Regions from separate parts of the Mus musculus genome. Here all the other regions are linked to region 1. A link is a contact called in public HiChIP or PLAC-seq and promoter capture Hi-C data. All regions are on one chromosome and are shown on one strand. The core of a region is the stretch at or near the end of the contact, and the rest is flanking DNA. Distances in the headings are between cores, read along the strand shown.

The links. Promoter capture Hi-C pulls out the DNA fragments that hold promoters and counts their contacts. HiChIP or PLAC-seq counts read pairs in DNA pulled down with a chosen protein or histone mark.
Region 2: a contact with region 1 is called in a promoter capture Hi-C map of the SN4741 cell line, with 5 times the contacts expected there. The contact joins the enhancer-like site here to the promoter of Zdhhc6 in region 1. A contact is called at or near these places in 3 of 39 promoter capture datasets (the SN4741 cell line, embryonic stem cells and pre-B cells) and 2 of 115 datasets of contacts at active chromatin or transcription factors (acute myeloid leukemia and large pre-B cells).
Region 3: an H3K27ac HiChIP or PLAC-seq map of bone marrow-derived dendritic cells shows a contact between it and region 1, with 6 times the contacts expected there. The contact joins the promoter of Dclre1a here to the promoter of Zdhhc6 in region 1. A contact is called at or near these places in 3 of 39 promoter capture datasets (the C10 cell line, embryonic stem cells and hippocampal neurons), 1 of 115 datasets of contacts at active chromatin or transcription factors (bone marrow-derived dendritic cells) and 2 of 9 other capture datasets (adipose tissue and liver).
Region 4: a contact with region 1 is called in an H3K4me3 HiChIP or PLAC-seq map of embryonic forebrain, with 6 times the contacts expected there. The contact joins the enhancer-like site here to the promoter of Zdhhc6 in region 1. A contact is called at or near these places in 6 of 39 promoter capture datasets (the HPC-7 cell line, cranial neural crest, frontonasal cranial neural crest and 3 more), 1 of 15 datasets of contacts at CTCF or cohesin (the NIH/3T3 cell line), 6 of 115 datasets of contacts at active chromatin or transcription factors (differentiating embryonic stem cells, embryonic basal ganglia, embryonic forebrain and 2 more) and 1 of 9 other capture datasets (pancreatic islet).

The regions. Positions count from the first base shown.
Region 1 is chr19:55,314,467-55,317,439 of GRCm38.p6, forward strand. It overlaps Zdhhc6 (zinc finger, DHHC domain containing 6), which reads right to left and starts at 1,570. Exons shown (of 11, transcript NM_025883.4): 1 at 1,330-1,570; 2 at 1-306. The coding sequence starts at 101. It overlaps Vti1a (vesicle transport through interaction with t-SNAREs 1A), which reads left to right and starts at 1,591. Exons shown (of 8, transcript NM_016862.4): 1 at 1,591-2,078. The coding sequence starts at 1,985.
Region 2 is chr19:53,758,903-53,761,875 of GRCm38.p6, forward strand. The region is part of intron 1 of Rbm20 (RNA binding motif protein 20); the gene reads left to right. Among named protein-coding and RNA genes, the nearest start is that of Gm30943, 6.1 kb to the left of the region's middle. Within about 2 kb of position 1,594, at least 15 of the 459 cell types and tissues checked have an H3K27ac peak or open chromatin away from gene starts, as enhancers often do. A contact at or near this core is called in the SN4741 cell line, where this site is marked.
Region 3 is chr19:56,546,720-56,549,692 of GRCm38.p6, forward strand. Dclre1a (DNA cross-link repair 1A) reads right to left here and starts at 1,403. Exons shown (of 10, transcript NM_001360437.1): 1 at 1,255-1,403; 2 at 1-984. The coding sequence starts at 431. It overlaps Nhlrc2 (NHL repeat containing 2), which reads left to right and starts at 1,542. Exons shown (of 11, transcript NM_025811.3): 1 at 1,542-2,141. The coding sequence starts at 1,964.
Region 4 is chr19:56,318,810-56,321,782 of GRCm38.p6, forward strand. It overlaps Habp2 (hyaluronic acid binding protein 2), which reads left to right. Exons shown (of 13, transcript NM_001329935.1): 13 at 662-2,011. The coding sequence ends at 826. Nrap (nebulin-related anchoring protein) reads right to left here. Exons shown (of 42, transcript NM_008733.4): 40 at 2,914-2,973; 41 at 2,076-2,207; 42 at 1,232-1,493. The coding sequence ends at 1,386. Among named protein-coding and RNA genes, the nearest start is that of Gm32257, 32 kb to the left of the region's middle. Within about 2 kb of position 1,497, at least 44 of the 459 cell types and tissues checked have an H3K27ac peak or open chromatin away from gene starts, as enhancers often do. A contact at or near this core is called in the HPC-7 cell line, where this site is marked.

The DNA of each region.
Region 1 (2,973 bases), core at 320-2,819:
CATATTGCTATAACACCCAGGGCTATGATGGGACCCCAATGACACAGTCTCCTTAAGTCTTGAAGATTTTCAAACTTGATTACTGAGCAGAATATGCCCATCTTGGTGAAGAATGACTTCTTTCTTCTAAAGAACTAGAGATCTCCTTTTCCTGTGCACACATTTCTGTGTGCAACAAGTCCATGTGTGTGCCTGAGCTGTCATGCCTTTGGCTGAAGGGTCACTGAGGTGGGGTATGTCATTTTCAGTTGTGGCCTCCAGAACTCTGTATCTCACAGGAGAATATAGGTTGATTTGAAACACAGCCTAAAGAAAACAAGATGGGAAAACTCCGTTTAGAAAGTCCATATGCCATTTATTTAATATTTAACTCCAAGGAGCACTTGACTCAGCACCTCGAAAGCACACTAGTGTGGAGTTCACCTCTTATCGAGAACAAAAATAATTACTTTGGACCTATCCAGAATACAGTCCGAGCTTGAAGTGCACGAAAACCGGACATATTAAACAGTTTTCCTCTTCTGTTCAAAGTGCCAGAAAGGATCGACTACTCCTAGCTTAGTGGATCGTTAGAGAGAACAAAGACTTAGGGAGCTGAGAAGCAGGGTCTTATCTAATTATCACGTATCTAATTCTTCCTAGAACAGAAACTGGCTTAGAGAGACTGTGATTATATCGACCGACCAAGGTCACAAGTAACAGCTAAGTCCAGAATAGAAGCACCAAACTTCTTTTTTAGGACGTTCTAAACTGCCTCCCAACGAGTTGTGAATTAACTGTGACATGCTCTACGCATATAATACTTTGTGTATTAATAACTGGGCACTTGTTCTCCCAAGCGCCAACATTAGCAATCGATCGGGGTTAAAGGTACAGGAAGAAGGGTGAGATTAAAACGAGAAGGCCGCATGTGTGTGCGCGAAAAATCACAACTGAAGCAGTGCACGAGAACGAGCACAGAGTGGATTTAAGCGGGCGGGGGGGGGGGGATAATTCCCTCCGGGGCCGAGGGAGAAGGGAAGAAGGCACGCACGGGGAATAGTTGTAGACCTGAGTTCTGAATGGAGTGAAATGAGCCGGGAAAAGACCTATGACACATGGGTATGACGTATGCGTAACGGATTCCCACGGAGCAGATGCGCCAGCCCGGTCGGTGCCTGCCTCAGTTTCCCGCCCATGTAGTGGTGCGGGATGCTCTGGGATCTTCACTCACAGGACAAACGTCTTATTAAGCGAGGTCTGGGCTCGATATTTTGGAGATGCTGGGTCGACTAGGTCGAGGCGAAGACCGCCTCGTAAGCGGGTTGCACCCCCTGCGGTGACTCCCACCTCAGTCTGGTCTCCGGTGCCCGCTCCACAGCCATCGCATTTCCGGGACGGCCCGGGCTCAGCGGAACAGATTTTCTCCTCCTTATAGCTCTGTCATGAGCGCTTCAGTCTGAGCAAGCCGAATGCGAACCCTGACGGCGAGACCTGCGCGGGGAACTCGGACCCGCGCGTCTCTGGTTCACGCGGCCGCCGTGAGCCTCCCGCTCGGGTCCTCGGCGCAAGCTCCGCCACAGCCACTTCCGGTCGGTGCGCGGCGTCAATCTTCCCTCGGAAAGCCCGCGCCTGCAACTTAGAGTTTGGGGGCGCTCCAGCCGTTTCTCTGGAGCTGCAGTGTGGGGGACGTGTATTCTGTGATACCCGAGAGCATGTGGGCTTTCGTAGTCTTTTTTTTTTTTTAGGGGTCACCGAAAGTGAACTTTTTCTTTAGTTTTACGTTCGAAGATTTGGGTGGAAAGGAAAAGGCGCAGGCAGCGCAGTTTCCGGAGGACAAGGACTGCGTAGAGCAACCAGGAAGCGGCAGGGCTGGGAGTTGTTCCCGGTTCCCGCTGTGCTGTGGAGACTTCTTCACAGGGTCCCTGCGCCGAGGCCGGGCGCCCTTGGCGAGTCCCGCTCTGAGCGCTAGAACCCGGCTCCGGCCGGCCGTGCCCGAGCTGCCATGTCTTCCGACTTCGAAGGGTACGAGCAGGACTTCGCAGTGCTCACTGCTGAGATCACCAGCAAGATTGCAAGGGTCCCTCGGCTCCCTCCCGGTGAGTACCCTGCCCGGCCGGGCGGGGGCGGCCTGGAGAGCCGGGGGCCGCGGAACGCCGCCTGGGCACGCGGGGCTCGCTGGCGCGAGGCTGCTGTGGGTGGTGCTGGCGGCCCGGGGAGGGGTGCGTTCTGGGTAGTAGGTTGTGATTGGCATTAAATGTGCTTCAAATGCAAAGCACCTTCTGCGTGGAAACCATTTTGGGGGGGTGGCGCCTGTTTCCTACCCCACCGCTTTTTAAAAGCTTGTATAGCCTTGGAAACATTGCTCTGCATCTTGATTTCTTCTTTTTTCCTTTTCTTTTTTTTTTTCTATCTTTTTTTATCTTTTGTAAAATATGAGTATTCAAAGGAACTGTGTGAAAGTATCAAGATTGTGGATCTGTAAATGCAGCAGCAGCGTTGTCGTTTTAGTCAATAATTCTGTTATCCTTATTCGTGGCACACTAGAATGACGAGCTAGGATGCCTGAATTCAAGTCTAACCCTTGCCACTTAGAAGTTGTCTCCTAGGCAAGTTTTCGTTATCCTTCAAAACTTCCTTCTTGGTTCGAGAGACTCGTACCTCTCTCAGGGCGGTTGTGAAGATTAACTGATACGCAGCTGTGAAGCCCTGTGTCTTAGCTCTTGTTAGGATTCCTATTTTTCAGACCTCTGCCCTGATTCTGTGATTCTCATCTTTCTTGGGTATCTATAACCCAGTTTTATATGAAACTTCGTACAGGACAACTTTGCTCACTTTTACAATTCAGCATCCTCCAGGTATTACCCTGCATGCTAGGTTGTCAACAGTGGGAAGGTGGGAGCCTTGTCTGATTTTCTTGACATTTCTTTTCTAAGGGCTCAGATTTTTTTTTTTTTTTTTTGTGAATAAGCAAGGGATTGTTATATAATACTT
Region 2 (2,973 bases), core at 344-2,843, 1.6 Mb before region 1:
AATAAATAAATAAATAAATATTAAGAAATTAAAGCATGAATCTGGTGCAAAACTTCCCTCATGTTCCTTCTTGAGGAAGTTGTTTGACTCTTGTGTCATGAGACAAAGTGGTCCTGTTGACTGTTGGGAAGAGCCTGCTGTCCTGAGGACAGACACACAGATCTCAGTTAGGCATGTGTGGGGTGTGTGTGTGTGTACAGCTGTTCAGGGTTCTTACAGTCTTGCCTTGTTTTTAGGGACAGGTTTAAATAAGAAGCCACGAGGATTTTATACTCTCTAGTCTATGAGGCTGTTTACTTCACAGACGTTTACTGACCACCCACTGTGTGCTAAGTACCTACTGTGTGTCAGTATCTACTGTGTTTCAGCTATGTTTGGCACTGTCCTAGACATGGGACTGAGCAATGATTAAACAGACATTCTGTACTTACATTAGGGTACTTTACATGTGCTGAGGACTGTCTCCCAAAATAGGATTCTTTTGTTGAGCTATGGATTGTTGACCCCTAGGGGTTTTTACATTACATAAAACGTGCTGACATATTGGCTGATGAGAAAAAGCTTAGACTTTGAAAGCCAAGAACCTGTTTTCCAGAACCTTCTAGATAGAACTCAGCTTGAAGACTGATGTGGTGGGAAAGAGGTTCCCCATCATCAAGGTAGGTTTAAATGCCTTGTCCCAGGCTCCCATTGAATGACTTGGGTCTGTTACTATCGTTGTAATGCTAAAATCTGTACAGGAAGGTGAGGGTCTAGGCCTAAAAGCGAATTCTCACGGTTATCAGCTTTTGTTGTTGCAAACCTTGTTCCTTAATTTAAAACGATTGGTTAAATAAAAGTGGCTAGAGCCAATTACTGAAGGGATTAGAGGTAGATGGGTTTGGAGTTACCTGGTTGGGGGTTGCAAAAGGAGAGAGAGACAGAGACACAGAGACAGACAGACAGACAGACAGACAGACAGACAGACAGACAGGAGAGGAGGAAACCACCATGAGAGAAGATGGACTAGGGACACATGGATAAATAAAGCAGCTAGTAGTTGGGGTACACCGCTGGGGAAGTAGCCAGGTGTAGCCAGGTCAGCTCTTAGAAAAGTACATTTGGGGTTACCCCCGAGTAATGATCAAAGCCAAATAAATTGCCATAGTCTGAGTCTCATCCACTTGTCAGCTAGACAGGGACAAGTTTAAATGGGTTCGACTACACGCTTAGACTGGAACCAGGCTTTTATAGGCCCACCCCAGGACTGACTGTGAACACGCACTGCGATCAAGTATCTCAGACCATGGCCTGAACTTTGGATGGCCACCACAGCTGCCATGTCCCACAAATAGAAAACTGTACCCAGACACCCGCCAGCCGGGGTCTCCTTCCATGGTGGGAACAGCCAACCTCACCTGTAGTCTTTCCTTCCCATGTCTTTGGACACTGACATAGCTTGGCATTTCAGGACAGCTGCTGAGCTGACATTGGTTCATAGGCAAGGCCAGGGCCAAGGAAGGAAGTCTAGTTTTGGCTCACTTGAGAGGTCTGTTTTGGTTGTAAAAAGTTTATTGTTTGGGTGTGTGGCTGGTGGTGTCTTTGGCTATGACTCAGGTAGAGTCACGTTGACCTTGGAGGATTAGGGTGTGATGTGGTTTTAAGACTTGTGTGGTTGGGAGAAAACGAAGTTTTGTTTTGTTGTTTTTTCTTGGGTGTGGTATTTTCTTATTACCCAAACCTTGGCTGGGTACAACTAGGTCTCTGGGTTAGCACTGGCTTAGTCTGAGGGTCTCATAGGTAAACTGAAACCTGGGAAGAGAAGCCTGGCCCAGAGTCAGCTGAAGGGGGAGCTAGTGAGAGCCTGGCGAGGGGAGCTGCCTTCCTGCAGAACTGAGTTGTGGATTTACTGGAGAACTGAGCCTGGTTCCTGCCCCTCTGTCTACCTTGAGGCCTGGCTGGCTGGGATGAGCTGGTTTATAGCCTCCTCGGTCGTTAGTAGGTTTGGAGAAGACTCTCCTAGGCCAGGTGACTTCGGCCTGCCTTACCTTCCCTCGTCACCTTGCTCAGGAGTGCGGCCATAAAGATGACACCTTCATTTTTGTGAAAACGTGTAAATAGCTCTGCAGGTGTATGGGCAGCCATGTTAGCTCGCGTGACTCAGAGAAAGGTCGCAGAAGTCTGTTAGATACAGCTTGAAAGAAACGCCATTAGAGCTTCCTACTGTTGGCTGCTTCTCTCTGGGGTAGCTGCTGTCACTGTCACCAAAGATCCAGCTCCTTTATCACCTTAACGTCTGCAGGTGACTTTTCTTGTTGGCTGTGTTGGCTTTCTAGGTCTCTCTGTCCATTCAGGATGATGGTCAGCCCCCTCTCTGTTAGGCTGGGCTTCCCTCAGCATCTCCCAACACGTCTCTAGTTGGCTTTGTATTTCCAGCCGTCTTCTGCCTCCGTCAGCTCTTAACTTTGATGCCAGTTTGCATCAGGGATCTCTACTACTTCTTTCTAGGACAGAGCACCCAGGAGCAAGGTAATAATAGGGTTCGAGATCTGTCATTGTAGACGGGGTGAGAGAAGAGGCTGCCCACAGAGACAGCACAGATGGTTAGGAAATGCAGGTCTCCGGCTCATGAGCGGGAATCTTGAGGTCTGCTGTTGGTTCTCTATTGTGTCTCCTGCCACCAAAGTTTGCACATGTGTTCATGAGGACTTGCTGTGGTCCTGGGACCCCTCATTGTTCCTCATCCACTATCAACCAGAAACCAGAGACCCCTGTGTCACCTTGGATTCCTTCCCCTCCCTCCCTTCCACCTCTGCCCACTGCATAAGTACTCACCAAGTTCTGTACCAGCCTCTGTAGGTCGGATGGTCTATGGGGAGCCCTAGAGTCTATTTCTGTTTTGGTATGCCAGCCATCTCCAGTGGGGGTCTACTGGCTGGCTTCCCTCTGACTTTCCCATCCTACATCCCCAGAGGAGATGTCTTCTGCATCGTT
Region 3 (2,973 bases), core at 153-2,652, 1.2 Mb after region 1:
TGGCAGCTTGGGCAGTATCCATCATAAACAGGGCGCACCTTCGGGGTCACTTGCTTCCCTCTGCGAGTTCTATGTTGCTTTTTCGGTGTTGTCTCTTTGTTTTGAGACTGCTGACTCTCATCTCTACAGCTCGAACTCTGACTGGAACCTGCAGAAATCTGACTGTCTGTTTCTGCAAGGCACACTTTGTGGTCCTTCGTCTTGCCTGGATTTTCTGAAGTCCTTTTTTCATTTCCTTTTGACTGGTGTTTTCCATCTGTTGATTTTTCAACAGATTCTGAAATATTTTCAGAACAATTATTTGGATGTACGGGTTTGGGCTTTCTTTTAGATTTATATTCCCAGATTTCTTCTTCCCAAAACGTGTCTTCTAACATGGCCAAATGATTTTTGTGAGTACAGCACCAGTCTTTGGTGAATTCAGAGTCCATTTCTTGTAACAAGTTTTTAATAGGAAAAAAAAAGTAGCCAAAAGCCAACTAACTTGGTTGGAACTGAAAGCTTTGGTGATATTGGCACACAACCCACTTAGTACCTGTGAACACCTGCTGTTCCATTTTATACCATAATAAAATTAAGAGAACTCACTACAGGGTAACATCTATACGGTTTTCTTTACATTGTGACACTATTTCATTCAGGTTTTTTTTTAACTTCTCAGAACTTGATTTATAAAAATAAGAATCAAGAATGTCTTGAATGTCAAGCACTGACGGTAAGTACCAGGCTCAATGACTTTAACTGAAAACAGTCTCCATATAATGGTTAGAAAGCTATTCTGGCTCTCGTTCATGTGGACAAGTGTCCATTTACAAGTCCAGTCACAGTCCCTAGTCTACTTAGTGTGAGACTAGTCCATAGACTAGACCATAATCAAAGAGGTGTTGGTTACAACCGACAGCTGCCCTTATTCGTGACTCATGGGTCCAACCAGTTTCAGCTTCCTGGGTCAGTCCATTTCTTCCTCCATCCTAGGATCAAACCCTGCACAGTGAACAAAGTTCAAACATGTGAGACTGTACTCCACACCATAGGGGCTGTCTGCCCTGAAATCAATCAGCCACTTCTGCAGACCTCCAGAGAGGTCAGGTACCAGAAAATTCCTACAGGCTCCCGCTCTTTGCCTTTGGATCTGGGGTGGGGGGAAGATCAATGAAGGAGCCCTACATTATTCCCAGGTTAAATAATGCCAACATCCCAATGAGCCCTTGTGCAGCTCGCCCCGTTCCTCCCGGTAGTCCCTCGTGGGCACACCTGGCCTGGCAGCAGGGGGACCCCGCTGCAGCTGCCTCCTCTCTGCGCCAGCTCGCGGGACATTCCATTCGCGCCCGCACTTTCAGCACACCCAGAGTCACAGGACACTTTTGTTGTTGTCAACACAAAACCACCGGCCTCACTGCCTACATTAAAAAAAAAAAAAAAAAAAAAAAAAAAAAAAAAAAGAGTCTCCTCCGAGGGTTGCTTTACCTTCTTTACCTTTCGAGTCTTTCTTGGCGGGAACGCTGTCCCACTGTCACTGCCGTGCCGAATCGGCTGATCTCAGTTTAAGAGTGGGACACACAAATGGGCAGGCTTTTCTTAAGTCGGCTCTTTTAAACGTGTACATGGTTATTTGAATTTTATTTGTCTTGGAATTCCCTGCCGGGCTTCAAAGGCAATGGGTTCCCAGCTCCTCTGGAGCGCGACCCTAGCAGCCTTCCCCGTGTCGAATCTGGCGCTCTGAACGTCCAGGCTTCGCGGCGGCCCGGAACCTGGAAGGGGCGGGGTGGGCAACTCTGGAGTTTAATTACGCGCCAGGGAAGCACGGCCCTTTGGACTTTGGCGTCCGGAGGAAGGCTTATTGGAGGCGGAAGCGTGTGTGGCGCAGGGCCGGGCTGGCCAGGCCCCGCTCTGAGTCAAGAGGGCGGCGCACGCTGGTCCGACCCGCGCCCTCGGCCCCGGAGCCCTCGGGAGCTCGCGCAACATGGCGGCTCCCGGAGCGCGCGGCGCGAGCCTCTCGGGCCTGCTGCCCGCGCAGACCTCGCTCGAGTACGCCCTGCTGGACGCCGTCACCCAGCAAGAGAAGGATGAGTTGGTCTACCAGTATCTGCAGAAGGTGGACGGCTGGGAGCAGGACCTAGCGGTGCCCGAGTTTCCGGAAGGTGAGGGGCTGGCGTCGGGGTGGGGGCCGCTCCCGGGTCCTCCCCTTCCTCGGTGGCTCCCTCCCGCCAGCAGATCGGTGCCCTGCGGTCCTCCCACAGCCCCCGAGGTGCTCCAGGGGAGCAGCGACACACGGAGGGGGTTCTGCTGGGCGGGGACCAGTGTTTGCATCTCTGTCTGGAATCCTGCGTGACCTGACGTCAGTAGCCTCAAGGCTCCATGGGTGTATATTGATCACTTTTTAATGTGCCACAGACGGTTTGAAGCACTTGAGAGCTCCTACTTACCTGGTACAACCCACCGAGACCCTCTTACTAGTCTTGTTTTACAGTTAAGGAAACTGAGGCACAGGGAAGGCTAGGAAACCTGCCCGTCTAATAACCACTAGAGTTGGACTACATTCTACAGGCATAGCATCTGATGGTTTTCTAGTCCAACCGCGTTTCCACGTTCAAAGTGGTGAACCTATTGATCTTTAAAATCTGGAATCAATTTTAGCTTAGTACTCAGGTTTGAATCCTAGTAGTGGGAACTGTTGGGACATAGGGAAACGATACTCCCGGTAGTACAGTTTAAACAAAACGCTCCCTTACCTTCTTTGGTTGGGAGTGTCATTGTTTAGCCTGCCGTGTTGGCATGTGTCCTGGCGTGTGACACTGAAACCACATGCATAGTTAATTTGTTACCTGTGGTAGGGTTCAGGTATCTTCCGGAAGGATCTATCTGTTCCTCCTTCATCCCACAACAGTCTTGGATATTTCGGACCCTTTTGCACTCGCCTTGAGAGGGGCTTACCGTTCCCCTCGTTATACTGGATTTGAAATACCGTGGAAT
Region 4 (2,973 bases), core at 247-2,746, 1.0 Mb after region 1:
CCTTGAAAAAAAAAAATGTATCAAACTTCAGATAAAGTGCCTGCAAGATCACAAGGTATTGGCTATGATTAGGAAAGTAAAGTTATGTGACAAAAGCTATTAGTTGCGGCGACTAAGCAAGTTGTTTCCTTCTCTGCTTCCCTCCTGCCCATCTCTCTGCCCTGGCCTACACACTTCAGAAAGAATCACTACAGTCCTTCTCAGGAGCACAGTTCCTCTATGGTTCTCCACAGCACTCCACTGAAAAGGCAAGGCCTCAGGCCACACTGCTCAGCAGGCAGTAGGTTAAAGATATAGACTACCTCTGGGTCTCTGCCGTACTCCTTATCTGGGCCCGTCCAAACAAGCCATCACCCACCTTGGTCAGCTACTAAAAGAAGTTGAGGAACCCTGGGAATGGAAAATTCTAGAATTGAGAGTCAGGAACCATTACTTGCCCGCAGCACTGCGGCTGCAGTCCTGGGCTTCAAACTTTTTCCAAACTCAGGAACTGGAGCTGGGATTAGCTTCTCTCCCTTTGGAGCTGTGCATCATGGGAAGCTTGAGCACTGGTTCCTCCGAGAAGCCCAGGGTAGCTAGCAGGTGACTTGGCTCCACCCTCCCCTTGTAGGCGTGTCTGAATCAAGTTCACAAGGCTGAACCCCTTCTGCTCTCCCTTTAGGGTGACTCGGGGGGCCCTCTAACCTGTGAGAAGGATGGAACTTACTACGTCTACGGGATTGTAAGCTGGGGCCAGGAATGTGGGAAGAAGCCAGGAGTCTACACTCAAGTCACCAAGTTCCTGAATTGGATAAAGACCACCATGCACAGGGAGGCTGGCCTCTGAGGTGCTGTCTGCAGAGCCTTGAAGCCCCTCGTCTTTAGCACCAAACAAGAGGGGCTTCCTGCGTAGCCAGGGATGTCCTGGGTCCATGCTCTAGACAGAGGCATTGTTGCCCAGCCTGGGCCTTTCCAGACTGGCACTATATCATTTCATGAGGCCTTTTCTCTCTGGGAACCAACAAGAAATACATTATCTTTGCCCCCGTTCTGACAAGTGTACCTTCTAGATAACCAGAATTCAGAGACGTTCTCCACCATGGAGACTGCGAATCTGAGATCCCTGCTTGCCCCGCACCAGGAGATGTTTCCTTGACTCTTTATCTTTTGTCCATACCATCAGGGTCCTCCACAGAACCAGCCATTCTCATGCAGCCATCAGAGAGAAGCCCCCAAAACCACAAGCTCTTTGTTTGCTTTCAGAGTTGTTATTTTAATAAAGGCAGATGTGGGCACGGGGAGGGTGTGCCAGTTTTTTTTTTTTTTTAAAACACTCGCTCATCCAGACCAAAGCCACAGAGGCATGCCTTTGGCAAGCAGCCCTCAAGGGGGCTTCTTAAGGAGGCTCACATCAGCAGAGTCTTCTTCTTGTGGATATGCAGGATCTCCGAGGCATCCGGGTTCACCCCCCTGCTCTGATGATCTCCTAGCGCCGCTGCTGCCTCTGGCTCCACCTGCGGAAGCCACACATAGCGCCCCACCTCCACTGAGTTCACAGGAAACCCCGTTGCTGCTCCCACAAGCCGTGCTAAGATGCCCGGCAAACATCTAACGAGCTCCCCACCCCTCCTTTGTCCTCTCTTCCACCCCGGTCCAAGAAAAAGGATCCTCAAGGCAGAGATGAGAAGGAAGCAAAACCTGCTTCTCATTTAGATGTGCTGTCTCTCTCCTGAACAAAGTAGGGTTCAAAATGCAGACTGCTGGAGCCAGCAAGTCCCTGACCCTTTCCGCGAATGTAACGAGCAAGCAGTCAGCACAGCCTGGGCTGCCCTGGCCCGGGATTGATGTCGCCCTGGTAGGTTTGCCTCTGCAGAACTAATGGCTGTGACTTCAGAGGAAGCCCGCGGGAAGTTTAACCCAGGTGTCATCCGCCCGGTCATCTCAGACCCATGAAATTAGGCGCCTTGTTCGGCTGCCTTTCACGCTTCTTTAGAACTAGCTGACCTTTGGCCAAAAATAAACTTTGAAAAGCAACAACGGGTTTGTATTTCCCGTGGTCTCGCAAGGCAGGGTGCAGCTTGCGGCCTGTTACTCACAGAAGCCCCCCGGATCCCCGGGCCCCTCCTGTTGGCCAGTTCTGCAGCCCGTCGAGCCATTTCCACTTTGTAGGAGCCAGGAGGGGTCCAGCCAACACCTCGAGTCAGGTTCAAGTCAGATTTGTACTTGACCTTGAGGGAAGGAAGGAGCAAGAGGAAAGTCAGCAAGATTGGGTGCTTTGACAGTGGAGTGAGGGAGATTTAAAAGGCAGCCCGGAGATGCTGGACCACACTGACATCATTAAAGTCAGAACAAAGAGCGGTCATGTGATGCAGAGGACCTGAACAATAAGCCTGGCCAGCCACTATGCATTTGCTCCCAAAATTCCAGTTGGGTAATAAAATACCCTGGAGATACCTGGTTCAAGTCTGAGCTCCTATCTCTGTGTCCTTGTAAAACTCACCTCCCCTCTCTGAGCTTCAGTTGCAAATCAGGGAAAGCATAAAACTGGCTTCTGTAATTATCAAGACCCCATGGAAATAGCAGAACGGAACCACCATGGGCCCGAGCTTTCAGACCGGACAGCTGCTGAGGTGGCAGAGCACATGACCAACATGCATAAGGCCCTTGGCTCAATCCCCAGTACAAGTTAATTAATTAAGAAAAATAAGAAGTTGGGCTATGTCATCAAATACCCTGGGGCTGCCGCTTATTTCCTGTGTGATCTTAGGTTGCTTAATTTCACCTGGCTTGGGTTCCTTGTCTGTTAAAAAGGCCACACCACCCAATCCTGAGAAAGCATTTGGTACATTTGTGGCAGACTTGGGAATGTCTGTAATTACGCCTTCTCAGCCTGCTTCCCCAGGAGGTAACAGGGCATAAGTGGAGGCAGCTCACATCACTCTGCAGCTGATGGGCTTTCCGGGCATGCTTCAGGCCCAGCTGTTCTGGGTCGCT